2 separate regions of the Rattus norvegicus genome follow, and region 1 is linked to region 2. The links are chromatin contacts, called in public Hi-C maps. All regions are on one chromosome and are shown on one strand. The core of a region is the stretch at or near the end of the contact, and the rest is flanking DNA. Distances in the headings are between cores, read along the strand shown.

What was found. A called contact is a pair of places that touch in the nucleus more often than the background predicts.
Region 1: a Hi-C map of liver shows a contact between it and region 2, with 2.7 times the contacts expected there. The contact joins two enhancer-like sites. A contact is called at or near these places in 2 of 12 Hi-C or Micro-C datasets (kidney and liver).

What each region holds. Positions count from the first base shown.
Region 1 is chr7:56,419,736-56,427,043 of GRCr8, forward strand. No RefSeq gene overlaps it. Among named protein-coding and RNA genes, the nearest start is that of Dyrk2, 170 kb to the left of the region's middle. Within about 2 kb of position 1,551, at least 20 of the 93 cell types and tissues checked have an H3K27ac peak or open chromatin away from gene starts, as enhancers often do. A contact at or near this core is called in liver, where this site is marked.
Region 2 is chr7:56,107,346-56,113,868 of GRCr8, forward strand. No RefSeq gene overlaps it. Among named protein-coding and RNA genes, the nearest start is that of Dyrk2, 140 kb to the right of the region's middle. Within about 2 kb of position 3,981, at least 1 of the 93 cell types and tissues checked has an H3K27ac peak or open chromatin away from gene starts, as enhancers often do. A contact at or near this core is called in liver, where this site is marked.

The DNA.
Region 1 (7,308 bases), core at 301-2,800, 310 kb after region 2:
GGAAACCCTACATTTTCAACTGGGCCTTCTTGAAAAATCTTGAAAATGCTAGGTGCATCTCCCCTGTTCTGTGTGCTAAAATATTTAAAAATTCTATGAAAAATGCTGGTTTAAGACTGTGTTTCCTAAGTTGGCTAATATGTTAATTTAATGCATATTTATGCATGATAAATTCTCCTTTGGCCAATCAAATAAAAGCTTGAGACTTAGGAACGATCCCTTGAGGAACCAAAGGCCAAAAGCCTTGTTTAGCTCCCTTTGAGGACATCAGGGTGACATTAGCTACTTCTTTTACTCAGTACCACGACAAGACTGATGGACGTGGTTATGGGAGGGACGGTTTCTTTGGCTCCGTTTCCGGGTGTTTCAATCCATAATAGCCCGTAAGGCATAGTAGGGTGGCTCACACTGAGGCAAGAGAATCATAGAGAAAGTGCTGTTCACAGGCATCCAGGAAGAAGAAAGCATACCCAGAATCACTGGCTGTGCGGAACCTTCAAAGGCCACTGCCACCGATGTGACTGCCTCTACCACCCAAGCCCCACCTCCTAATAGCTGCACTCCTCCAAATATCGTCGCTGTCTGGGAACACGCTTACAAAACATGAGCCTGTGCGGGCGTTTCAAATTCAAACCCTAACAGGAGATCCCAGACCTTATCCTCCTAGGGAATTGGCCTCTGCTCCTTCCTCGGGGAACCCCAAGAAATTCTGAGGTGCTTGTGAAGAGATTTAAGAAGGAACAGATGGGGGCTGGGGATTTAGCTCAGTGGTAGAGCGCTTACCTAGGAAGCGCAAGGCCCTGGGTTCGGTCCCCAGCTCCGAAAAAAAAGAACCAAAAAAAAGAAGGAACAGATGGACCCTTCATTAGCGACCAAGTCCTCTCCTATCCAGTGAGACTTGCTGGACAATTTCCTTTCCATACTGTTACGGCTGGTTTTCATCTTCATCAACTTGACAGGCTCTAGAACCACCTTGGAGACTAGCGTCTAGGCGCAGCTATAAGGGATTCTCTAGACTAGGTTAAGTGAGGAAGGAAGGCCCACCCTAAAAGTGTGTGACACTATTCTTTGGGTTGGAGTCTTGAATTGACTAAAAAGGAGAAAGTCAGCTGAGCGGAACCCTTTGCTCCCTAACTGCAGACTCCATACTGGCAGCTTTGCTGCCATGAGGGACTGTGCCCTCAAACCGTGGGGTTAGACAAGCCCTGCCTTTCCTTCCTTACGATCTTTTGGTCAACGGTATTTTTTTTTTAATCACAGCAACAAAAAAAATAACCGAGTTACAGCCCTTAAACAGGGAGAGAAGATCTCCCAGGGCCCCTCTCATTTCAATACAGTTACTGTAACACAGAGAACAATCTAAGCAAATTGGCAGGGTCTCCAGGTTAGTCCAATTTTAGGAGGCTCGGGGTATTTTCAAATTAGGGCCTCCAATTCGATTTTCCCTGTGTCTGTAAAGCAACAGATTTTTGCACCCTTTAAAAGGAGGAAAAAAAGAGAAGTTAGTGTGAGCCAACAGCTGGCTGGTAACCCGGAGCACTGGGTAAGCTGGAGCCGTTCCATATTTTGCATAAGGAGTTCATTTTGGGTTAGTCAACAAAGGGAAGGAGTTGGCCCGGATCCTGTTGCACAAATTCAGGAACAAGAAGTTGTGATTCTCTTTAGAAATCGCTGGAAGGTGGCTCTCAGGTCTCTTTGCCAAAGCACAGTTTGACGTCCATTTGTTTCCGTTAGATGCAAAAAGATGTTCACCCGCCAGGATTTCCCTCTGACAAGCCACCAGCTGACACAGCTGTGAAGTTCGGTGAGGTGAACTCCCCCTCTCTCTAACTTTTTTATAAAAATCTACTGTCTCTGCAGACTCCAGTATTAATCTTCCGTTTCTTCTGTCTCATAAATTGTATTCCTCCTAGCCTGAGGCTACCTTTGTGGTAAAGGATTCACCTGTTTTGTTAAAGAATGAAAAGCTCTTACGTCCATAACCCTCGTCAGAGAGACATAAACTTCATGTTTCAACATGGTAAGGACCGGTTCTTGACACGTAAATTAATGTTGTTGTTGTTGTTGCTAAGACGATGCAGAAAGATGTAAAAGAACATAAACTTTAACCAAAATCTCACTCCTGGAGAAAACTAAGGATCACTAATATTTCAATCTAGATGTTTTCAGTCTTTTAAACTTTATTTTAGAAAAAAAATGATATAAATTGCTTAGCATTCTAATGTTTTCTAAGTATAAAATTGGATATTTTCCCATAGAATATTAATTTCCAGTATCACCATTTTTGAAAAGTGGATAGAATGTATAATCAAGTACTAGCTTAGCAATACTATGTATTTTCTAATACGAATAATTTTGAAATAAATCCATGTGTGTACTTGTCAAGTTAGCTCTTGTATTAAACATCTTGTGTGCATTTGTGTGTGTGTAGTGTGTGTATGTGTATAATATTTTTGTGTGTGAGTACAACCATTCACCTACCATGGTATACAATGGAGGTCTAAGGACAGTGTACTGGCTGGTTTTGGGTGTCAACCTTGACACACACTGGACTTATCACAGAGAAAGGAGCCTCTCTTGAGGAAATGCCTCCCTGAGACCCAGCTGTAAGGCATTTTCTCTATTAGTGATCAAGGGGGAGGGCCCAGCCAATTGTGGGTGGGGCCATCCCTGGGCTGGTAGTCTTAAGAAAGCAAGCTGAGCAAGCCAGGGGAAGCAAGCCAGTGAGTAACATCCCTCCATGGCCTCTGCATCAGCTCCTGCTTCCTGACCTGCTTGAGTTCCAGTCCTGACTTCCTTTGGTGATGAACAGAAATGTGGAAAGTGTAAGCTGAATAAACCCTTTCCTCCCCAACTTGCTTCTTGGTCATGATGTTTGTGCAGAAATAAAAACCCTGATAAGACAGACAGCTTTGGGTATGTGCCCTAACCTTCCACTTTGTTTGAGACATGGTCTCTTGTCTGTTGTGTCTTACCCAAGGCTAACTGGTCCCTGTTCCACCTCCTATTTTGCCTTACAGGTGTTGGGATTACAGTTGCATCTGGCTGCAGAGGGGTTCTGGGAATCTAAACTCAGTTCCTCAGACTTGCCATGCAGGTGCTCTTCCAGTAAGCCCCTCCCCAGTGCTGTCTTCATGGTAAATTTCTGTACACAGACCTTGCCCAATGAAGTCATGTCCGTGCCTTCAAGGCCTTCCTTTCACACGACCAGAAAAATTATGTTTGTGTGCAGGCTCCCTAACTTTGTCCAAGAGCACGTTCCCTTGCTGTTGTTGTAAAAGCAACCCCCCCTTTTCTGTTTGGGTCTACTTGAAAGCTGAAATATTGTTTTATTTCTTCTGATTACTGACAAGGTTGAACATATTTTCAAACTGTGTGTGTGTGTGTGTGTGTGTGTGTGTGTGTGTGTGTGTGTGGTGTGTTCTTTTTGGTGTATTGTCTCTTGCCTCCATTTTTCAATGGGGGGGGGGAGGCAGTCCTTGTATTTTTCTTCGAAGCTCACCATGCACAAAGACAACACCGTCCGGGCTGTGTTTCAGGGAACTTTACTGCCCTGTGAGAAGTTAGTAGGCATGCTGAGAGAGAACAAGTTCCATGGTCAGATTTAACACATCATTTCCTAAACTTAATTGACCATCAAAACGTATTTTTTATCACAGAACACCCATTAGCATCGTTCAGCACGCTGGTGTTCTGAGCAATGACATTTGAGAAAGTGGGGGGTACTAACGCTTTCCCCACTACATGTGTGAAATGTTCGCCTCATTTCCCTTCTAGGCTGCCCGTGTTTCTTCACAGAGTTTTAATTTTTGTGTCTGAAGCCCTTGGGTAATCCTTTGGCACCATAGCCTGGTAAGAGTGGGGACCCTGGAGTCCTGTCTATTTGCTTTGTGTCCTGGTACTGCCATTGGCTGGGACTTTAGGAAAATTAATCTTTCCTTGCCAGAAGATGGGAGGGAGAGCCATGTTTGACAGTGTGTCACATGACTAGCTGTGCTGAAGGCGATGGCCAGTCACCCTCTGGATAATAAAGAAAATATCTATTCCAGTTCACATTTTCTTTGCTGATTCTGATCTTAGTTATGAAATAAAGACTTTGTTTCTTCTCCGGTGCTTAGCCAAAATTTTCCAACATTGTCTATTGATTAATGTTCATATTAATTATATTATATTTTATTGTTATATTATATTATATTGCTTTCCTCTAGATTATTCTGTCCACTCAGTCTGCCCTGATACCAAGACCCCTTTGTTCTTACTCATTTTTATTTGCCTGAATCACAGCTGATCTGCCTCTTGTAATTACCCTCTCCCTCAAGTCCTTGTTAGGGCTAAGGAACCCAGAGCGGTATCCAGGGTCCTCACTGAGGCAAATGGCAAATACCAATCCTGCAAATCTGGTCAAAGCCACATGCTAGTGAGGCCTATGTTTCAGGGCTAGCCTGAGGAACCACTCAAGAACCTATTGCTCGTCACCATGTCAGAAAAGAATTACTTACTGTCCACCGACTCCACATGCCCAGGAGTCAGTTTCCTTGTGGAAACCTTGCTAAAGGTTGAAATGATTCCAGGAAACCCTTTGTCAGTATCGAGGGTGAGAATCGGAAGTTCTGGAGGTCACCTTCTGGTCATGGCCAGATTGCATGTGAGAGGCAGGCGCTTGGGGATAGAGGAGAGAAGGCTGGTGGCAAACATTGGATAAAAAGTGTCTGAGGTCTTGACTGGCCTCCAGGTCAATTCCACTCCAAAGTAAGGGCAGCTGGTCAAGGTCCCGATGTTAGTTTTCCAAAGCCAACAGTCCTTGGCCAGTTCAGCTCCACTCTGTTCCAGTCATGGAGGGAAGAAAGAATATAAAGTCACCCTAAAAGCTTTGTTACAGAAAGCAGTAGGAAAACACAATGCAGAGGAGAACAAAAATAAAACCTACATAAGGCGAGACAGGAACGGTTTCTGCAGAGGGCTCGGCAGTGAGAGATGTCCTTCTCATTCCCCTCAATTAATGAAGCCAAACCGGAAACGAACAGAGGAAATTTAGGAAGTCAGAGGCCTCAGGAATGCGGGCGGCCAGGCTGGGGAGGATTCACCTACTCAGACCTGCAGGCCCCGGGGCACACAGGGCTGAGTTCAATAAACCTGATGGGTGACTCACCAGTATAGGAGTGGGTGGGTGGGAGATCTGAAGAGCAATTTCCAGAGAGAGACAGACAATCCGATAGCACCCTGTTGCTTCTGAAAGAAAGGGAATAGCTCCATGTCTGTGGTTAGAAAGACAACCTCTCTTGGGTCTGTCAGTGATAAAAGCCACATGGGGTAGGCTGAGGAGAAGTGAACCGGTGAAATTTTCGCATTGCCTTCAGCTTCCTGGGGGCCGTGCTTACACCTAAGAAAGCCTCTAGCGACGGCCCTAACATAGCCAGCTATCTCTCAGTATCCCTGAGAGACCGCATCCCAGATCACTCCTACACCCCTAAATTCGGGGTTTGTTTAGGCATCTTATATAATAAGATGATAAAGTGCTCTTATTCAACGTAAGCACAGTCTCCTGTGTAGCCATCCCAGGAGATTGCTTAAAATACAAACGTGACGTGAACTCCACATAAATAGTAACCGCACTGCCATGTTTGGGGACTAATTAAAGAAAATATCCGTACATTTCCCGAGCACTCCTTTTTCCTGAATGTTTTACCTGCAAGGTGGTTTGACTCTGCAGATGTCTTAGCTACATCTGGAAAGGTCTTCATGGAAGGAAACCGGCGTCAAAAGGGAGCTGAGGGTTCTGGATAAAGAGTCCTTAAAAACGCGCAGCAGCCGGTACCTGTACCATAAGCCCGATTCCACGATTTCAGATCCCAGGGCTTAAGCACTGTAGTCCTCTAGTAGGCCCTAGATCTGTGAGTGATGTGAGGTGGTGAAAGGGAGTTGGGGCAGGAGAAGAACACACACCAAACTCCCGTTTTGCGAGCGAGTTCTGCATCCACACAGGCCACTCCAGCATGGTTACTGGTGCAGGCTTGCACATCTGGGTTTTGGAATGTGGAGCATGGGCAGAAAGTCACATGCTGCCCCACTCAAGACCCGGAAGTTCCTTTCTGATGAGATGCCCTCCCATGCCAGAGGTCAAGCGCACAGGATCTGTGAGTACCCGGCATGCTGTCCAAAGGCTGAGAATAGACTCCAAACACCCCCAGAGAAGTCTCCGTGGATTTTTACTTTAGCAGTCCGGGGGTCCAGGCATTGTGAAGAAGGAAAATCCAGATGAAACTCATATTCCCGACATGGTGGTGTTCTAAACAAACATGGAAGGATGCCTGAACCAGACATCACGTTTCTCAGCCAATAGGAAGGATGGAAAAAAAGAACAGCATTCCAGCTCTACCAGGAACAGTAAGGAGATGGCTTTGCCATCCAATGGGGTCTCAGGTTCAGATGGTAGCTGCAAGGAATCCTGGGAGGTCCCGATACTATGGCGGGTCTGGTAGACAGGATGATTGTTGATACAGAAATCCTGCAGCCCTAATGTCTGGCAATATCTACATATCCACAAGACCTCCGTGGTGTGTGAACTTGATCCTCAGCATTTAGAACTGCCTGGCTCTGCCATTGTTAATAACAGATACAGGCTCAACTTGTTGTGGGATAGGGTAAGAGTAGACCGGGACTAGAACGGCCATACCACATATCAGCCACTTCCCACAAGTCTTAGAGGATCAGAGACCTGTGGACATGTTAGGACGAAATTCTTCTGTGACTTGACCTGGACTATCAGGGTACAGCCAATAAGCACATAAACCGGAAAGACCGTCGCAGCAGCCATGGTCCTCCAGTCATCTGTAGCCTTTGAAGACCCAGAAGGCCTGTAAGCTTGTGCTCAGGGCAGATCTTGTCCCATCTCCCATTCAAGCACACCAACCATTCTGGCCATGTGGCTTCTGCTATGCTATCAGGAAGATGTCAGGAATTAGCTAAAAAATTCATCCGACAAGGGCTTTAAATACATGATGTGCAATAATCAGTGTGCAGGGCAGAGAGGTCAGGTCAGGTAAGAAGGTATGCGTGCCAGGTGCCGGGGCAGTCTATGAAACCCATCTCTGTTTGGGCTTTCAGTGACGCTTCATCTCGTTAAGGGGTCAGGATCACGTGAGTCTCCCAGAGTCAATCTGGCGTTATACCAGAAAGGTTCGGACTTTCCAAGGTGGATCCATTGAGGGTCCTGGGTTATGTGACCCACCAGGAGAAACACAAGGGACTCTCAGGGCACAGGATGGTGAAATAAGAAGCTAGAACCACCTACTATCATAGGCCGTAGAT
Region 2 (6,523 bases), core at 2,731-5,230:
TTTTTATTGTGTCCCTTGCTTCATCTGTTTTCTCCCTTCTTGCTGAGAACCTATGTCTGGCCCTTCTAGGTCATATCCTGTCTAAGTCTCTTTAAACCGTAGAGTGAGATGAGAGAGCTGTCACTCTTTCCATCACACGGACTCAAGAACTCCTAGGGACACTCCTACCTTTATTTTGTAAATCTTTAATGTCATATAAACTCAAATAATATGCCAAGATTCCCTCTGTCTAAGGGTTCACATTTCTGTGATAAAATACTGACCTAAAGCAACTTAGGAAGTGTTGCTGTAAAATTAAGATAAAATTTGTCTTTTACCCCACACTAGGTCTGGCACCGTAGTGCCCCAAGATATCTGGTAGGTGTCTTCATCTCAGTCAGCAAAGCCTCTCACCTGCTTTGCTCCATCCCCATATCATACTGCCAAAGGCTACTCACTGAGCCTGGCAACAATCTCTCTACCCATCTGGTTACCAAGGCAGGTTGCCACCATGTCAAACATATACATCCCAATTCCGTGGTGGCCCAGTGTCTCCAGCTACCACATACTCTCTTAAACTTTGATTGCCACATGAAAGAACACACAACACAATACCCTCTGACCCCACTGATAATATATAATTTGCTCATCTAGACATACAAAGCCCTGTAAACATCCATCCCTTAAGAATATTCATAACAACCTGTAAACGTGCATAGAGGAATCTTAGCATCCGCCTCCATGTTCTCTCTCAGCTGCTTCTCCTCCTCCTGTTCAGTCTCCTCCTCTTCCCTCAAAGTTTTTTCTCACCCATCCTTCCTTCTCATCCAATGAAAATCCTTGTTCTATCTTGTATGACATTGAACCAACTCATGTGGTGAACGAGAATCCACTAGTAATCCTAAGAGTTGAAAGAAGGTTTTATTTTCTAAGTTAGAGGAGGCCAGCGCTATGTTGGGTCATGTGATACCTCAAGTGCAGGAACTTTAAACAGAGAAACACAGAAGCATCCTGGGCTGGCCGGCTGTAGGTTCCCTGCTGTGTGATAAGTAGTGGCAGCTCAGAGAGTTAGAGATTAAAGGCTGCTTTTTAAAGAAAGTTGTTTAGAAAGTCTTTCAGGATACTCATATTCCTTCTGACGCATGGGAATTTTGAGCTAAAATCCTAGTTAAACAGAGCTACTTCTTAATGACAGGTATTATTAGAAGGTGATTAAGTTTGTTTTTAAGAAGAGAGCACAGAGATTACCTGAATCACATGGAAATTTTCACCCATGGTTCGGAACTTAAGGAAAATTAGTCACTGACTCCAAGTAGAGAGTTGTGAGAAAAGTCTGGAAACCAGGCAGAGTGAATGCAGACATTCAGAGCCGGTCCTTATATTGACTACAAACTTCTGAGTTGACTACACATGTGAGTTAAGGGCCAAATAGCAAATTCATGGCTCTGAGTTTGTTAGAATACTTTCAAGATAATAAGACAGCTAATGGACAACAGTCCAGATTACCTTATATAGACAGATGGTTTTCAAAAATGTCAGAAATCCACAAAATATGAGATTTAAAGTTATTTATCTTTTGTTGAGACATATCTGCTCCTAATAGTCCTAACTTAATGATTTAATGATTAAATCCCTTTGGTGGATTTAATGAAGAAATTGAGCATCTCTACCTCCGAGTGAGTACTTTGTGTCTAGCCAGCCACTGAGCAGAAACTGCCTACTTCATCTACAGACTAATACTGTCCAAAAAGGGACACCTTATGCAGAAAGGTCGACTGATAATTTTGCCAAGCCAGAATTATCAGCCCTTCAAGATTTCCGCATTTCAAGAGTCTGTCAGTTGATTTTGGGCCAGAAGGCTGTAGACTACCGCTCACATGTTGCTAACTGGGGACTGTGCTAGTGATTTGTCTCTTCAACCTCTCAGTTCTGGAAGCGTGTTAGGCTTCCTATGGGTATAGATATTTGGTCATTCTCAGATTTCTGACGGGGTTGAAGACTGATTAAAAACTCATAGCCTATCAGGCTGTTTAACTTTGAAATACATATTTTATTAGATAGTTATCAGATAGTATACAAGCTAGCCAGACTATAACATAGATTTTAAGCCTTTCTTAAGCTGGAATGGATAACTAAATGTTCTGTTTCACTGAGAAAATGTTGGACTGGGTGTTAGGCATATTTTATGCTTTTAATTACAAAATGATAATAGTCGTGCTCAGCTTATATTTGAGAGAAAAGCTTTTTTTTTTTTTTTTTTTTTGGTTCTTTTTTTCGGAGCTGGGGACCGAACCCAGGGCCTTGCGCTTCCCAGGCAAGCGCTCTACCACTGAGCTAAATCCCCAACCCCGAGAAAAGCTTTTTTTAATTAGACAAAAAGGGTGAAATGTAGGATGATGTCACACAGATGAAGGCAGGTACAAGATAGAAGGAGGCCTGTCATCGGATGAGAAGGAAGGATGGGCGAGAGAAAAGTGTGAGGGAAGAGGAGGAGACTGAACAGGAGGAGGAGAAGCAGCTGAGAGAGAACATGGAGGCGGATGCTAAGATTCCTCTATGCACGTTTACAGGTTGTTATGAATATTCTTAAGGGATGGATGTTTACAGGGCTTTGTATGTCTAGATGAGCAAATTATATATTATCAATGGGGTCAGAGGGTATTGTGTTGTGTGTTCTTTCATGTGGTGATTTAAGTTTAAGAGAGTATGTGGTAGCTGGAGACACTGGGCCGACACGGAATTGAGATGCCTATTCTGACATGGTGGCAACCTGCCTTGGTAACCAGATGGGTAGAGAGATTGTTGCCCGGCTCAGAGAGTAGCCTTTGGCAGTGTGATATGGGAATGGAGCAAAGCAGGTGAGAGGCTTTGCTGACTGAGATGAGGATATCTACCAGATATCTTGGGGCACTATGGTGCCAGACCTAGTGTTGGGTAAAAGACAAATTTTATTTTAATTTTACAGCAACCATTTAGTTTCTATTACTGTAAGGAGACTCTATGACCACAGCAATTCTTATAAAGGCAAACATCTAATTGAGACTGGCTTACAGTTTCAGTGGTTCAACCCATTATGATCATGGTGGGAACTAGGGCAGTGTGCATGCAGACATGGTGTTGTAGAAGGGGCTGAGAATTCTACATCTTGATCTGAAGGCAACGGGAAGAGACTGTTTCTGCAGCGTTTCTTCTACTTTGGGCAGAGCTTGAGCATAGGATCTCGAAGCCTGCCCAGCAGTGTTGGAGTAGGCCACACCTGCTCCAACAAGACCACACCCACTCTAACAAGGCCACACCCACTCAAAGACCACACCCACTCCAGCAAGGCCATACCTACTCCACAAAGGCCATGCCTCATAGTGCCATCATGTCCCATGGGCCAAGCATATTCAAACCACCACAGGGAGGAAAGTGTTGATTTGCCTTACATATCTTAGGTCACAATCCATTGAGAGAAGCCAAGGCAGGAAGTCAGGAATCTGGAGGCAGACACTAAAACAGAAGTCATGCAGGAGCTGTGCTCACTGGCTTGCTCTGCACTGGTACAAGGGAAAGAAATCCTGTAATACAATAAGTAGGAAAATACCTGCAACAGATGTTAGACAGCATGCTCCAGGGAAGCCAGTCTATGAGGGATAGATATATTTTGTGCTGGATGGTCCTAGAAGTACAAGGGTCTTGGTATAAGAGCTAGCTAAGGATGTTTAAGAGATAGAACTCTGAACTGTCGCTTGCCGTTTTCACTCACAGTCCCTTCCCAGACCTGATGTCTGAAGTGTGTGAAACTCACTTGACTTTTCTGTTGACTCAACCATCTCTGTGCAAACCTATAACATCACGCATGGCTCCAGGGCTAGAGTTATAGATCTTCCCTGAAACTTAGGTTAATTCATCCAGTTGTATTGGCAGCAGAGACTGTTGGCTTTCTTGGATAAGTCTGGGCTGACTGGCTAGCATTAGCCAAGCAAGGAGGAGGACCATGATGAAATTGGTCAGGAGAGGGGCTGATGAGAGAAGACACAAAGGTCGAAGTACTTACTCTGATTGCAAAGGGAAAGAACAATGAATAACGGCTTAAAAGCAAAGTGGGGTGAGGCAGACATCCAGACACCTTTCAGTGCCTGTGTGTCACCCTAGCAGCCGAGAGGCTCTTACATTTCTAGCCTCTCAATATTTGAAAATTCTGCAATCCAAACATCTGAACTTTGATTGGAGTTGACCCAAACCAAAGAATACTAGATAGAAGTACAGTGCCCTTTTTCCTCTGGGTCAGGAACCAGACAGGGCTTTCCCCTCTGCTTATATTTAAGAAAGGCAGCAGTGTCTGTCCAACCCAGATGGATGAACTATAACCCCACCCACAGGGAAAGAAGATCTATACATTAGTTACTTTTCTTGTTATTATAACCCAATACTTAACAAGAAGCAATTTGCAGAATTTAGTCTTCCAGTCTGAGGAGATCACTCCATCATGGCTGGGAAAGCCTGGCAGTGGGATTAAGAGGCTGGATGGTAACATTGTATCTATAGTCAGGAGTCAAAGAGTGAATTGGAAGTATGGATAAGTTACAAAATCTCAAGGCTTAACCCCCAATGACCCACTTCCTCTATGAGGGCTCCACCTATGCAAGTTCCACAACCTCCCCAAACGCTGCCCCCATTGGGGGGTCAGTTGTTTAAATGCACAAACCCATGGGGGACATCTTACATTCAAACCACAGTAACCTATGAGCTTGACCTTGGAACCACGCACCAGGTTCAGTTTATTCAAAGTAAACAAAACTATTAAAGACAAGTGAGTTTCCTACTTTAGGTATCAGATCTGAAAACAGATCAATAATAAAACCATGCAAATAGTTATTTAGATAAATATACCCCATATAACATTTCCAGAATATTTACAATAAACTAATTCAACCTTTATATGAAAATAAAAGCACATACATAGGCAATACGCTAATTACATTAGCAGCCCAGTGGTTGAACTTTCTTCCCTCTGTTTCTGACGTAAGTTATCTTGGTGTGTCGTGTTACATCTGAGACCATAGCTCACTAGCCTGTAGGCAAAAGATATTTACACTGGATTCTCTCAGTGCCTGAGTCTACTCAGTTTCTGGGGCATAGGAGTGGAAGGGAAAACGGAATAACTATTTCATTTGGAACATGCTACAGATGTATTTTTGTGATAAAGACCATTTCTTCAGGACTCAACACCTGACCTTCTTGAACTACCCATGAAAAGTGACATAATTCTTATGCTCTAGCATTGCCATAAGGGTCCTGTGAGGCACCACTTAATATTCATGAGGTTTCTTTCATGTGTGCCCTCCTTAGTCTAGGGCTACTGAGAGAGTTAGTCAAAGGTTCTTAGAAAACGCTCATGATGAACAGAAGCATAAATCTCAAGTCTACTTATCAATGCTATTCAGCTTTCAGATGAGTGAGCCATGCCCTTTGTAGGGCTTTGAGATAGTAAAGCCATGGGATCAATATTAGTCCAAAGGTTGGTTTTTTTTCTTTCTCCTCTCTCTGTTCAAATATGGAGCCTGACAAAGGAAAGTATTCTTGCTAGGAAACAGCTGAGAGATTTGTTTCTTCAGAAGTGGGTGAATATGTTGACCATGACCATTCTTCACAGGAAATGTTAGCTGAATTGTTACTTTTTGAAAGCACAGATTTATTGGGTGTGTTTGTACGAATGCATGTGTGAGGCAAAGTTTTCAAGTAAAAAAGAAAAAAAAAAAAACCTGTCAGCAAAGGCTAAGGAAACTATTTTAGGTTAAAACAACAGGGGAGGAGGGCAGGGGCAGGGACTGCACTGGTCTGTAATGTGATCCATTAAATAACTGTAGCCAGGGGCTGGGGATTTAGCTCAGTGGTAGAGCGCTTACCTAGGAAGCGCAAGGCCCTGGGTTCGGTCCCCAGCTCCGAAAAAAAGAACCAAAAAAAAAAAAATAATAATAACTGTAGCCAGATCCAGAATCATGCATCATTGGCAAGGCCTGGGAACCAACTGAGCTGTGGAGAGGGGTCTCAGAGAAGAAAGCTCTCATCTTCGGGGACCCAACCACACAGGGAGCCCGAGATGGCTTTCAAGCCCCAAATTTCTTTATGAAAAAAATTGGGTAATTTGTAAAACAAACAACAACAAACAACAACAAAATCAAACTCATGGATAAGAGCTAATAAACTAACAGATTGAGGAAAGCCTTTTAAATTTATGTAGAGAAAAGAAAAAGGTAATTAAATTTGTTCAGCGTTGTCTTTGCCTTTAAAGTACAGTGTTGGGCTCTGGGGAGGAAAGAGCACTGGACCCATGGGCAGGTCAAGCCATCACGGGCTAATGGCTGACATAGTTTGAATTAAAAAAATCATCGATTTATTTAGGTTGCTTCACCACTTTTACCAAGGAGACTGTTGGCCAAGTGTGTAGTTGCTCAATATTTGGTTGTTATGCACACACACACAAAAAAGAACAGTCAGTTGTCCAGAAGCTGCCAGAGGCATTCATGAAGACAAAGTCCCTGATGAGCAGACAGGTTGT